Regions from separate parts of the Mus musculus genome. Here region 2 is linked to region 1. A link is a contact called in public Hi-C data. All regions are on one chromosome and are shown on one strand. Each heading gives the region's core, a stretch centred on a gene start, on an enhancer-like site or on the middle of the called end of the contact. The rest is flanking DNA. Distances are from core to core; before and after follow the strand shown. Region 1 has its middle 26 kb from the start of Stx16. Region 2 holds the start of Gnas (GNAS (guanine nucleotide binding protein, alpha stimulating) complex locus).

What was found. A called contact is a pair of places that touch in the nucleus more often than the background predicts.
Region 2: a Hi-C map of the N1E-115 cell line shows a contact between it and region 1, with 2.2 times the contacts expected there. The contact joins the promoter of Gnas here to the enhancer-like site in region 1. A contact is called at or near these places in 5 of 39 promoter capture datasets (embryonic stem cells, liver and pre-B cells), 3 of 484 Hi-C or Micro-C datasets (the N1E-115 cell line, embryonic fibroblasts and embryonic stem cells), 3 of 115 datasets of contacts at active chromatin or transcription factors (craniofacial prominence and embryonic stem cells) and 1 of 9 other capture datasets (pancreatic islet).

The regions. Positions count from the first base shown.
Region 1 is chr2:174,048,217-174,053,986 of GRCm38.p6, forward strand. No RefSeq gene overlaps it. Among named protein-coding and RNA genes, the nearest start is that of Stx16, 26 kb to the right of the region's middle. Within about 2 kb of position 1,530, at least 49 of the 459 cell types and tissues checked have an H3K27ac peak or open chromatin away from gene starts, as enhancers often do. A contact at or near this core is called in the N1E-115 cell line, where this site is marked.
Region 2 is chr2:174,294,556-174,300,760 of GRCm38.p6, forward strand. It overlaps Gnas (GNAS (guanine nucleotide binding protein, alpha stimulating) complex locus), which reads left to right and starts at 3,304. Exons shown (of 12, transcript NM_010309.4): 1 at 3,304-5,662. The coding sequence starts at 3,307. It also overlaps Gnasas1.

The sequences.
Region 1 (5,770 bases), core at 280-2,779:
AAGAGGAGCCTCAAAATTGGAGAGGATTTGATGGTGAAGAGCAGGCTCAAATGACCCATTTTCTTCATCAAGCCCTACTCAGTTACAAAGCACAGGACCAAGCGACTTAAAGAAAGAGGAGTTTATTTTGGCTTATGATTCAGAGAAGCAGTCCATCATGGCTGGCAAATCACGGTGGTAGAGCCTGAAGCAACTGGCCATGTTGTGTCTGCAGTCAGGACACAGACAGAAAAAAAGGCTGCCGCTTGGCTCACTGTCTCCTTTCTATTCAGTCTGAGACCCCAGCCCACATTCAGGGTGGACTCTTCCTACTTCAGCCAGCCATATCTAAACAATCCTTCATAGACTTGCTCAGAGCCAACAACTAGGATTAGCTGTCATGATCCTCTTCCACTCCCAGATCCTGTTTCCTGATCCACTGAAGGGAGATCTACCTTCATCAAAGTGACCTGAGACATCCTTTGAGTGCCTGGTGCCATGTCTCGCCTGAACTCAGGGTGTGCCTGTGTAACCTTTATGAGCTGTGTGATGCTCCTGTATAAAGAGGACTAGTTGAGGGGAGACCCTGGGAATTCTTACTGAGAAGGATTCCCTTAGAAAGATGCAGGGTGTCATTCTAGAGGGCATGGTGTCAATGAGAGGAGCTGCAGGGCGCTGCTACCCAGTGAGCGTGTGGACCTGGTGATATCCTACAGACACCTCATCTGGGAGGCCATGCTTATCACTTCCCTTTGGATACGTCTACTTCAGAGGCCAGGGTTCTGAGCCTGGGCTCCATCACACTAGCAAGGGCAATGGCAGGAGCCTCTGCAAGAAGCAGCCTTATCAATGGTGACAGTGGGACAAGCTTGTGGCTGCTCTGGGTCTTGCTGCTGGGAACACCCAACTCACAGAAGTGGTGAAGCCCATCCTATCCAAGGATGCCTGGGTCTCTGGAAGTTTTGCCTCCTCATAAATTCCTCCAGCTTTCTGTCCTGATGATATTGTATGCTGGAGGAACTCATGAGATATTGTTTCTCCCAAGAACTCAAGCAATGGTGAAATATTTGATGATATAGTTTCCATAAGATCAACAAATAACTGTCAGCCTCTTTGGAGCCAAGGCTGCCTTCCTTGAGAATCAACATACGGAACTTGTTTATAATTTGAAATAAAACAGACTCCCCAGCCCCCTTCTTCTCTTGCCTCTGTTTCCCGCTAGCTAGGACCCTGCCCTGTAAATGCATGAGTGTTTTTGCCTCCAAGCTTCTGTCACTGTTTAAACTGGAAATTGTTATCTACTCCCTTGGCTTGACCATGCTCCCACAGCCTCTCAGCAGCCTCTGTTGCTGCTTACCTCATCCTCCTGTACCTCTGGACCTCTGAGCAAGTGATCTATGCTGTCTCCTCCCAAGCATCTGCCCTCTCCTGCTCTAGAGAGTACTGAGAAAAATCCAAAGGAGTCTCATTGCAACAAGAACTCCCAGGGTGGGAGGGGCTTTGCCTGTACAGTCTCATCTGCCCACAGCTGGTGCTCTGTGCTTGCCCTTGCAGGGGTGGGGGTGGGGAATTCACCTCTCACCCTCCGTGTGTGCTATTTGTATGCATGCCTTCCACAGCCCCATTTAGAGGGGGAGGAAACTGAGAGAATAGGTGTCACGCCCCTAGCTTAGTGGTGTGGCTCTGTAGGACCTGTCACCAATTCTGTCCCCAAAGCCTGGCTTTTAACACCATGGGAACATCCTAGCAAAATCCCCCAATAGCCATTTAAGAAGGACTGGGCTCAGGGCATGCTTTAACTACCCTGAGGGCTATGTTTGTTCAGATGTTAGATTTTTCACAGGGGTTCAAGTTTCTTAGTTCTGAGCAATAAAAGAGGGGGGAGGGGAAAGAAAGAGAGAGAAGACACCACATGTAAGTCCAGCCTCCAACCTAATGCACTTCTCTCTGGGCCTCTCCCAGCTCCTGAAGCCCCCTCCCCAGCTGTGACATCACCATTCAGCCCCCGCAGATGACAGCCCTGTGATCCATCACCAGCCATCTGCTTTCCTGCTGCTGGGGACAGGAGAGCCTGGAGCTGGCCCCACTGGGCTGGGAGGCAGCTGCACCTGCCCATCATAGCTCACGAAGGGCTGTTTGCATTTGTTCGTGTTGGTCCCCACCCCCACCCCCTCCAGCCCCCCACTATCTCAAGATGTGACATCTTCCCATCCAGGCCTGGAGTTTCTAGCCAGTCAGACAGCCTCCCTTGCTCACAGAGACTCGGCCATGAGATTGAGATCTGATGAGATAAAGCCTTGGGCATCTGTGAATCAGTTCATGGTTCAGGCCATGATGAAAGGGGCTGTTTATGCTCAATAGATACCCGGAGCAAATTGAAACCAGGACCCAAGAGCTTCAGAGAAGTATCTCTGCTTCAGCCTCTTGAAAAATTAGGGCAAAGTCTAAACACTTGTCAGTCTTATCACTTCCTTGAGAAGGATGATTTTGTAATGTGGCATGAAGCCATTTGCCAAGAGAGAGATACCCCAGTTGCTTTGGGGGCTGAAGGCCAGCATCTTCATCCTCTGGGTCTATAACATAAACACTGAATTCCAGCCCCACGTTAGAGAGAGAAGTTGATAAGAGGTTTAAGGAGGTAGAAAGGAAATGAATAGCGAGTTTTTGCTGCCTCTTATTTCCTAAAGGGGGGGGGGGGGAGAAGTAAGCAAAGAGCAACCAATGAAGCATCAGATGTTCCTTAAAAAAAAAAAATTAAAAGGCTCTTTTCTGTCTCTACCTTGGGACAATGACCTCCCCAGACAGCAGCCCCACAGGCCCCTTCAAAAGGGCACAATTACCCCCGTGGCGTCTGTCGGTTCTGCTTGACTTGGAGAAATGGCTCCCTCCTCGGAGTTCCTAAAACATTTATCATCCCAGCCATTCCCTGGGCAATTAATCAGGTGCTGCCTTGACTATCAGCGAACGTTGTATCGAGCGCTATTTAACCCTTATCAGCACTGGGGCTCTCGACAGCTTGTCTTTCGGACTCAACCGGAGCTTCTAGAAGGCCGGGCAAAAGGTCCACCCCTCTCTATGTCCGGTGCTCACTCCCTGAAGATGGTTAGTCTTACCACCAAGGGAGGGTCTGTCTGTCCCTGGATAGAGGGCATTTGCATTTGCATTCAGGATGCTTAGCTGGGGACTGAGACTCTCAGTGCTCACAAAAGGGCCATCTGCACTGGATTCCTTATGAATACTGTTACTGGCTTGTTTGAACATGACTGAGTATCTGTGTTGATTGTTTGGATTTTTAAAAAGATTTATTCTATTTTAGGAGAAGAAAGAGAGAGAGAGAGAACACAAAAGTGGGGTACCCCAGAACCCAGAAAAAGGTATCTCTTTGAACTGGACTTACAAGCATTTGTGAGCTACGTGGCATGGGTTTTAGGGACCTAACTCGAGTTCTCTGCAAGAGTAACAAACCCTCCTAATCGTTGTTCCATCTCTCCAGTCCTGCTGTAAAACTGTTCATGATTATTGTGGGAGGGGGATACATGCCATGGTCTGTGTGCAGAGGTTTGAGGGCAATTTTATTCAGTCAATCTGTCCTTCTGCTTCCAGAAACTGAACTCAGGTCATCAACCTGGTATCGTTCACTGGGCAGCAAGAGCCTTCATCCACTGAGCCATCTCTCTGCCCTGCTTCCCTGAGAATGAGCCTCCCTGGGTGCCAGGCATTGTGCTTCTGCAGACACTTAGAGCTGCAGTCATATCCTTTCCTGATGAGTTCTATCTGGAAAGTCCTGATGAGTCCTGATGAACTATCTGGAAACACCAGGCTCCGGTTCTGTTTGTTCTCTACCGCTGGATACCCTTGTTCCCCGCGTGGCAAGCTGTCTGCTTCAAAGGCCCTCCAACTGTGTCACAGACCTCTCAGTCTGGGTGAAGGAAGCTGTTTTGATCTCAAGTGTGGCGTGTGGCTTTCAAAGGACAGAGGGTTTGTAGATAGACATCTCCCACAGTCCCCCACAGAAGTAAAGAAGGAGGGTTTGCCAGCAGGGGATGGGGTGCGGATCCACAAGTCTGGAGCGAGGACTCTGAGAGGCCCGTACCCAATGTAGCTGGCAAATGTAGTCTGTGACTCAGCAGTTCATTTCTCCAGCCCGAGGAAGATAGAAGACTTGCAGCAGGACAAGTGAGGATCTAGGTAGCACTCGGTTTGTTTATGGGATGAAGGCTGCAGGCATTCCAGATAAGCCAGCCACCGCTGGGCCACTGGCTGTCCTGTACCTGTGCCACTCCATCACCTGTGCATAGGGGCTCCCACTTCCTGTGTGAAGCATGAGGGTGCAGGGGAGCAGAGTTGTCACGATCCCCCAGGTGAAATGACCTGAACTCAGGCAGTGCTGGAGGAGGGAGGGAGGGAGGGAGATGCCTCCCTTCCAGACCTTTCTCAGCTGAACTTCTTGCCCTTGTCTGATTCCCTCTGTTCCCCAAGGCCCCAGTCATCCCTCCCCCTATATTAAGGTTTTCCATTATGTTCCTCTGTGTGCTGCGGAGCATCATAAGGACAGAGCCTGAAATGCACCAGGGCACAGGTAGGCCGTGAGTCACTGCGCCCCTGCCAGGGTTGAAAGGCTTTAGAGAAACCCTATTTTGGAGCTTGCAGCCAGCCAGACCCTGAAAGTAGAGGAGATGTTGATCTTTTCTAGGCTGCAGATCATCCCATTCAAATGTGAACATTCAAACCATGCGTCACTCCTGCCCGAGGTTTATGCCTCTCCCGGGGTCCATTCCACAGCCCACTTCTCAGCCAAAGCCTGATTTGGGGGCAGCTGAGACCGGCCTTAGGCCCCAGAAGGAAAGAAACCTACATCTCCCCAAGGGCCACCAGCCAGGGACAATGGATCCGCTGTCAGCCAGTAGCGAGTATTACAAAAACCTAAAGACATTATCCCGGCCCTGGTGAGACGTTTAGGAAATAAAACAGATTTTAAAAACACACATACACATGAAAAATGAAGTGGAAACATGGCTGATGGGGAGGGACTCCAAGGTGACCTCACCTCAGTCTGGCCCTGCAAAAAGAGAGAACAATGTGTGGCCATTCTGGAGACCCAGGGCTGTGGGCAGAACTTCAGGGAGCTTACCCCAGTCCGGCTGAGGTCAGCCCCGCAGAACCTCACAAGGCATGCGCCATGAACCATCTCCATTGTCAACACGATGGTACTTAGAAATTCCTGGGAAGCATATTCTGATCGTGACAGATGTTTCCAGAAAGGTTTAACTGAGGTAGGATGATCCACCCTGAATTCAGCCAGCACCACTCTGTGGGCTTCACTCCTGGCAACAGCCTGACCTCTCTCTGCTTTGCAATGGTGGGTGAAGTGTGTCCAGCTCCCTCATATCCAACTTCTGTGTCTTCTGCCGTGGGAGAGGCTGCACCCTTGAACTGTGAGCTGAGACAACCCTTTCCTTCCTTAAGTCACTTGGTCAGGTGTTTGTCCTAGCAAGGAGAAAAGTTAACTAATACAATAACCTTATTTGGAAATAGGTTCTTGGCAGATGTTTAGTTAATTAAGGATCTTCAGATAATCCTGAAGTCAGGGGACCTCAATATCCAATAAGGCAGGATCCTTGTGAGAAGAGAGGAGAATTTAAAACACAGAGAGTCTTGTGATGATAGAATAGAGACTAAAGGATTGCATCCACCAGCCAAGGGATGCTAAAAGCCACTAGAGACTAGCTGAGGCAGAAGGGAGCCTCCCCTGCAGCCTTTGAGTAGAGCCACACACCCAGACCTCTGGTCC
Region 2 (6,205 bases), core at 2,054-4,553, 250 kb after region 1:
CGCCTCAGAAAGCACATCCATTTTCTCCCTTCTTTCCCACTGCTCCTACAGGAGCAAAGGTGTCCGTCCGATCATTTATGTAACCAGACCCCACACTTCCTTACATTGGACCCTTTGTTCCAGATAGGTGAAGGTGTGCCCGCTCTGCCCCGCCCCTTCTATTCAGTCAAGACATCTTGCTATGGAGACCCATTCCAGGCGCCATTTTCTCCATCTGGTCTTTGCAACCCCTCCTATTGGAGGCCTTCTCTTTCCATTTTCATGCCGTTCTGCTCTTTCACAAGGAGACTGGCATGCTCTGGAGGTTTCTCCCTGTCAGAGAAGCACGATATAAGAAAGAATGTGGAACAAAGGATTCTCACAGATCATAAGAATGTCTGAACAAAGAGAACCTGAAACCATTTTTTTTTCCTTTTGGATGAATGGTGCTTTAGGGATGGGTGTGAGAGGCCTGGAGAGCCCACAAGACCCGCGTGGCGGTCTCCTTGGGTCGCCAACCTCAGCGTCTACTGACCTTTCACCTTGTGCAGGGTTCAGCATCTCTGGGAAATGAAATCTGTCCATCTTGTACTGCTCGTCTGCATCGGAGCAGTAAGCTCTCTTTCTCCATAGGCCTGGCCCACCACCTCCAGGCCCTGGAAAAGCCTCTCTCCGCGGTGCCTCGGCGATAGCCCTCTCTGTGTAGTGAGTTAGCCTACCGCCATCATGAGCCCAAGGGATGGTCCATGGGGGTCCCTGACCTTCCCACCTTGCCTTGGCGATTTAGGGCATCAAAAAGCTTGGCCCCCAAGGCACTCACGGCGACCGTGGCCTTCTAGGCCTGGCCGCCATACGCCCGCCCGCCAACCGCTTCCAACCAACCCAGCAAGCACAACCTCTTTGGGCGTTCCAACGCGGCGCCCCCTATTGGACCTCCCACCCATATCCGGTTTCCGGTCCGAAGCCCCCTGCTCATTCGCCAGGCATCCTTGATTGGCGTGACCCCAGCCCAATAGCTGACCTGTCGCTGGGGTCGGAGGGGAGTGGGCTAGTGGTTGAGACCCAGTTGGCCTATTCGGTGTATGTTCAAACCGTTTCGCCATTTTGAGTGTGTGTGTGTGTATATGTGGGGGAGGGTAGTTGGCCAAACTTTGGACCAAAGTTCAAAGTGTCCGGCATGCAGTGTGTTCAGCCGTAGAGTTGAGGTGACACGCCTTCGGCAGGTCGCAGGCATTCTCTGGGGGTTCACTTTGTCTGCTTTCTTCTACTCAGGGTGACCACGTGGACGCTGTAGGCAAGGGGCTGTAGTGTGCCGAGCCTGTAGTGAGAAGAGGGACATGTTAGACTTCAGAGAATTAAATCTGCCGCGGCACACAGCATGCATCTTGCAATATACCCATCTGCATGGTGCATAATTGCCGCAGCCTGCTTTATGTACCACTTCATACTCTCTTTTCTCAGGGTCCTGCAGGCCAGACCTGCCCACTGCCTAGCTGTATTGCAACAAAAGACAATGCCTCGCGCCATCGCCATTACCTACTGGCAAAATGTCCGCGGTGTGCGCGTGCCGCGGGCGCGCGGCAAAACAAAAAAAAACAGAACCCCAAAGGCAAACAATTAACAAAAAAACCCTGCCCAGGAATAATCTGCAGATCCCAGACCTAAAGCATTTTATGATTATTCGCTGAGCCCACCGGGCAATGTGACTGTATAAACTCCTGCAGCTCTGAGCCCACCCCGGCACCGCAAGGGGCGCGCAGCCGCAGGCTTTGTGACCGCGCTTAATTTCGCCTGGGTGGACTGTTGCAGTTCAACGTATAGCAAATGCTCTATGGTGCTCACAACAGAAGGAGGAGGGGATAAAAGGGGGCTGGAGAAGGGCTTGAGAGAGGAAATGAACACGGAATCCGCAGCTGGCGCTGGTGGCTGGAAGATGCGAGTCTCGGCAGCTGTTGCCACCATGGCACGGTTGGTCGGTGGGTTAAGTGCATTTCAGGTTTTCTAGTCTGCGAGACCACCCTAAATGGGCCATCAACTACACCCCAAATCTCCTTTTGCCTTTACCCAGAAGACAGAAGTACAAGACCTGAGCTAGGTGGGGGGTCTTCCGGTAAGCCTTAAGCCCCCTCCCCTATTTGCACGAAAGCGGCAAACATGAATAACTCCTAAGGGGGCTTTGCTTGATTTTCTGCAGTGCACTGCTGAGACCTTTATTTCTACTGCATCACCGTCCATATAAACAGAGCAAGCCCTGACTACAACACACTATACCACTGTTGAGAGCTCCGAGGTGTAATGGGGATGGGGGACATTGAAGGGATTTGCTGGAGCCATCCCCAACAAACAGCAAACATAAACATTAAAAAAAGAAAAAAAAAGGAAAAAAAAGAAATAAAGAAAAGTACCCTAGAGCATTTACGAAACAAATTGCGTGTTTACATTCGGCACTTCCTCACCCTGTCTCTACCCTTCCGGTGGGCTCACGACCACCTGTCGCATTTGTGTGTGTGTGTGCCTCTACCCCTTTCCTTGTATCCTAAAGCCTCCATTTCCTGACTTGGAGATGAGTATGGGTAATTGCCTGAGTGTGGGGTCCTTAGATAAGGAATTTACCGCATACTGGGGTAATCTGGGGTGATAAAGCCCTCCTGCAGTCCCTCCTCCCCTCGAGAAGAATCAGATGGGGAGGGAGGCTTTCAGCGTCTGTACTCTAACAGACCAATGCCCACGTCTTGCGTCACGTGTCCCAGCAACGCAAGAGAGCTCGCTCGCTCTCTGGCCAGGGAAAAAGCGAGCTAGAGAGACTCGGAATCAGTCCGGGAGAGGAGAGGACGGAGCCGAACGTCCCTACAAGGCCTCCGCTCATCAGCCCCCTTACCCAAAGTCGGGAGCAGCCGGCACCGGGAGCCAGCTCCCGGAGCCGGCTCAGCACTGAGACCTGCGTCCTCTGGCGGCAGAGAAAGAGTTCTATTTACGATTTTCGAGACGAATCGGCACGCTCTTAAATGCCAAGAAGGCGGAGCTAAAGTACAGCAAAGTACGAAGAGAGAACAGAAAAGTTCCTAAAGTTGTTGGCCGACCACAGCCCGAAGGGGTAAGTGTAACTAGGAAGGTGACAGACTTCACCAGCAAGAGATGACTCACTTCAGCCATGGTCCTGGGTTCTAGCCCCTGATTATCTATCCTTACAAAGTTTGGAAACTGAGGCTGGAGAACTTTCCAACAAAAATTTGAATTTTTTAAAAAAAAATTTTTTTTCACCCTAGTTTGGCTGGGTGCTCCGTCTTACGGGGCCCCAAATTTATTTTGAAAAGTCGCCACCGTGTTATGGGCATGTTCAACTGCCTCCACGGCAATAATATGTCAGGACAACACGATATCCCCCCTGAAGTCGGGGAGCAGCCCGAGCAAGAACCTTTGGAAGCCCCAGGGGCAGCTGCCCCCGGTGCTGGGGCTGGCCCAGCCGAAGAAATGGCGACCGAACCGGACTCCGAACCGTCTAACAATGAGCCCGTCCCCGACGAGACTGGCAGTGAGATCAGTGGACCCCCAGAAGACTCCAAATCTGACATCCAAAGCCCCTGCCAGGCCTTCGAGGAAGTCCGAGTGGGTGGAGACTACAGCCCACCTCCGGAGGAAGCCATGCCATTCGAGACACAACAGCCCAGCCTGGGAGATTTCTGGCCCACCCTGGAGCAGCCAGGACCATCTGGGACCCCATCAGGCCTCCAAGCCTTCAACCCAGCGATTTTGGAGCCCGGGACCCCCACTGGCGCGAGCCCAGGCCTGGGAGCCTATACCCCCCCACCAGAAGAAGCTATGCCATTTGAGTTCAACGAGCCTGCCCAGGGAGACCATAGCCAGCCTCCCTTGCAAGTCCCAGACCTTGCGCCAGGAGGTCCGGAAGCATTGGTCCCCAGAGCTCTTCCCGCGGAGCCCGGGAACATCAGATTTGAAAACGCTGGCTTCCGAGAAGACTACAGCCCTCCCCCTGAAGAATCTGTGCCATTTCAGGTCGGTGGAGAAGAATTCGGGGGCGATAGCCCACCCCCAGGACTCCCGCGAGTCATCCCACAAATCGGCATTGGCGGCGAGTTCCCGACAGTCGCGGTCCCGAGTGCGCTCTGCCTCGCTCCCGCCGAGAACGCGCCTCCCCTCTGGGTCCGAGGCGCCATTGACAGACCATTCCGCGAGGCTGTCAGATCTCCTCCTAACTTCGCATGCGACAGCCCCCCGATGGAGATCACCAGACCCCTGCTTGAGATTGGCAGAGCCTCCATTGGGGTCGACGACGACACCGCTGTCAATATGGACAGCCCCCCAATCGCAAGTGATGGCCCGCCCATCGAAGTCTCGGGAGCCCCAGATAAGAGCGAGTGCGCAGAGAGACCCCCAGTTGAGCGAGAAGCAGCCGAGATGGAAGGAAGCCCTACCACCGCCACTGCGGTGGAAGGAAAAGTCCCCTCTCCGGAGAGAGGGGACGGATCTTCCACCCAGCCTGAAGCAATGGATGCCAAGCCAGCCCCTGCTGCCCAAGCCGTCTCTACCGGATCTGATGCTGGAGCTCCTACGGATTCCGCGATGCTCACAGATAGCCAGAGCGATGCCGGAGAAGACGGGACAGCCCCAGGAACGCCTTCAGATCTCCAGTCGGATCCTGAAGAACTCGAAGAAGCCCCAGCTGTCCGCGCCGATCCTGACGGAGGGGCAGCCCCAGTCGCCCCAGCCACTCCTGCCGAGTCCGAGTCTGAAGGCAGCAGAGATCCAGCCGCCGAGCCAGCCTCCGAGGCAGTCCCTGCCACCACGGCCGAGTCTGCCTCCGGGGCAGCCCCTGTCACCCAGGTGGAGCCCGCAGCCGCGGCAGTCTCTGCCACCCTGGCGGAGCCTGCCGCCCGGGCAGCCCCTATCACCCCCAAGGAGCCCACTACCCGGGCAGTCCCCTCTGCTAGAGCCCATCCGGCCGCTGGAGCAGTCCCTGGCGCCCCAGCAATGTCAGCCTCTGCTAGGGCAGCTGCCGCTAGGGCAGCCTATGCAGGTCCACTGGTCTGGGGAGCCAGGTCACTCTCAGCTACTCCCGCCGCTCGGGCATCCCTTCCTGCCCGCGCAGCAGCTGCCGCCCGGGCAGCCTCTGCTGCCCGCGCAGTCGCTGCTGGCCGGTCAGCCTCTGCCGCCCCCAGCAGGGCCCATCTTAGACCCCCCAGCCCCGAGATCCAGGTTGCTGACCCGCCTACTCCGCGGCCTCCTCCGCGGCCGACTGCCTGGCCTGACAAGTACGAGCGGGGCCGAAGCTGCTGCAGGTACGAGGCATCGTCTGGCATCTGCGAGATCGAGTCCTCCAGTGATGAGTCGGAAGAAGGGGCCACCGGCTGCTTCCAGTGGCTTCTGCGGCGAAACCGCCGCCCTGGCCTGCCCCGGAGCCACACGGTCGGGAGCAACCCAGTCCGCAACTTCTTCACCCGAGCCTTCGGAAGCTGCTTCGGTCTATCCGAGTGTACCCGATCACGATCCCTCAGCCCCGGGAAGGCCAAGGATCCTATGGAGGAGAGGCGCAAACAGATGCGCAAAGAAGCCATTGAGATGCGAGAGCAGAAGCGCGCAGATAAGAAACGCAGCAAGCTCATCGACAAGCAACTGGAGGAGGAGAAGATGGACTACATGTGTACACACCGCCTGCTGCTTCTAGGTAATGCGGCAGCTTCTGCCCCTGGGCAGTAGGGCCGCCCGGGCCGCCCGGGGAGGGGGTGGCAGGGCCTTCCGGTGGGGCTTGGGCCTTGCCCGCGGGAGGAGGGGGTCCGGAAACCCTGTTAGAAGTTCCAGGGAGGGACCCCCAACTCTGCCCTGGGGTGGGAGAGGGGCCTTTTGGAGAGTTCGGGTGGCCGAACTATATGCCCTCCAGGGAGAAAAGTGGTGCCGAGCGACACTGAGGGTCGTTACCGGCCGGAGGCCAGCGCCAGCGCCAGCGATCGTAGGCTGGACAGGCGGGGGCGTGAGGTGAGCCCAGAACTGCTGGGGTGGGCCCTTCGGGGCTCCCCCGGCTCGATTGTTCGTGACCGCGGTGGGCTAGGGCCATCCGGGTGCGCGCCCCCGCCTCGCCTGGCACGGCTGCTTCGACTCAGACAGCTTGTTGTTGGTGTGTGTTGGTGTCCATTTTCTGTGTTCGCCTGTGCATGACATGCTCAGTGTGTCCCAGTATCCATCCCAGGCACTTTCAACGTACCCGCCGATT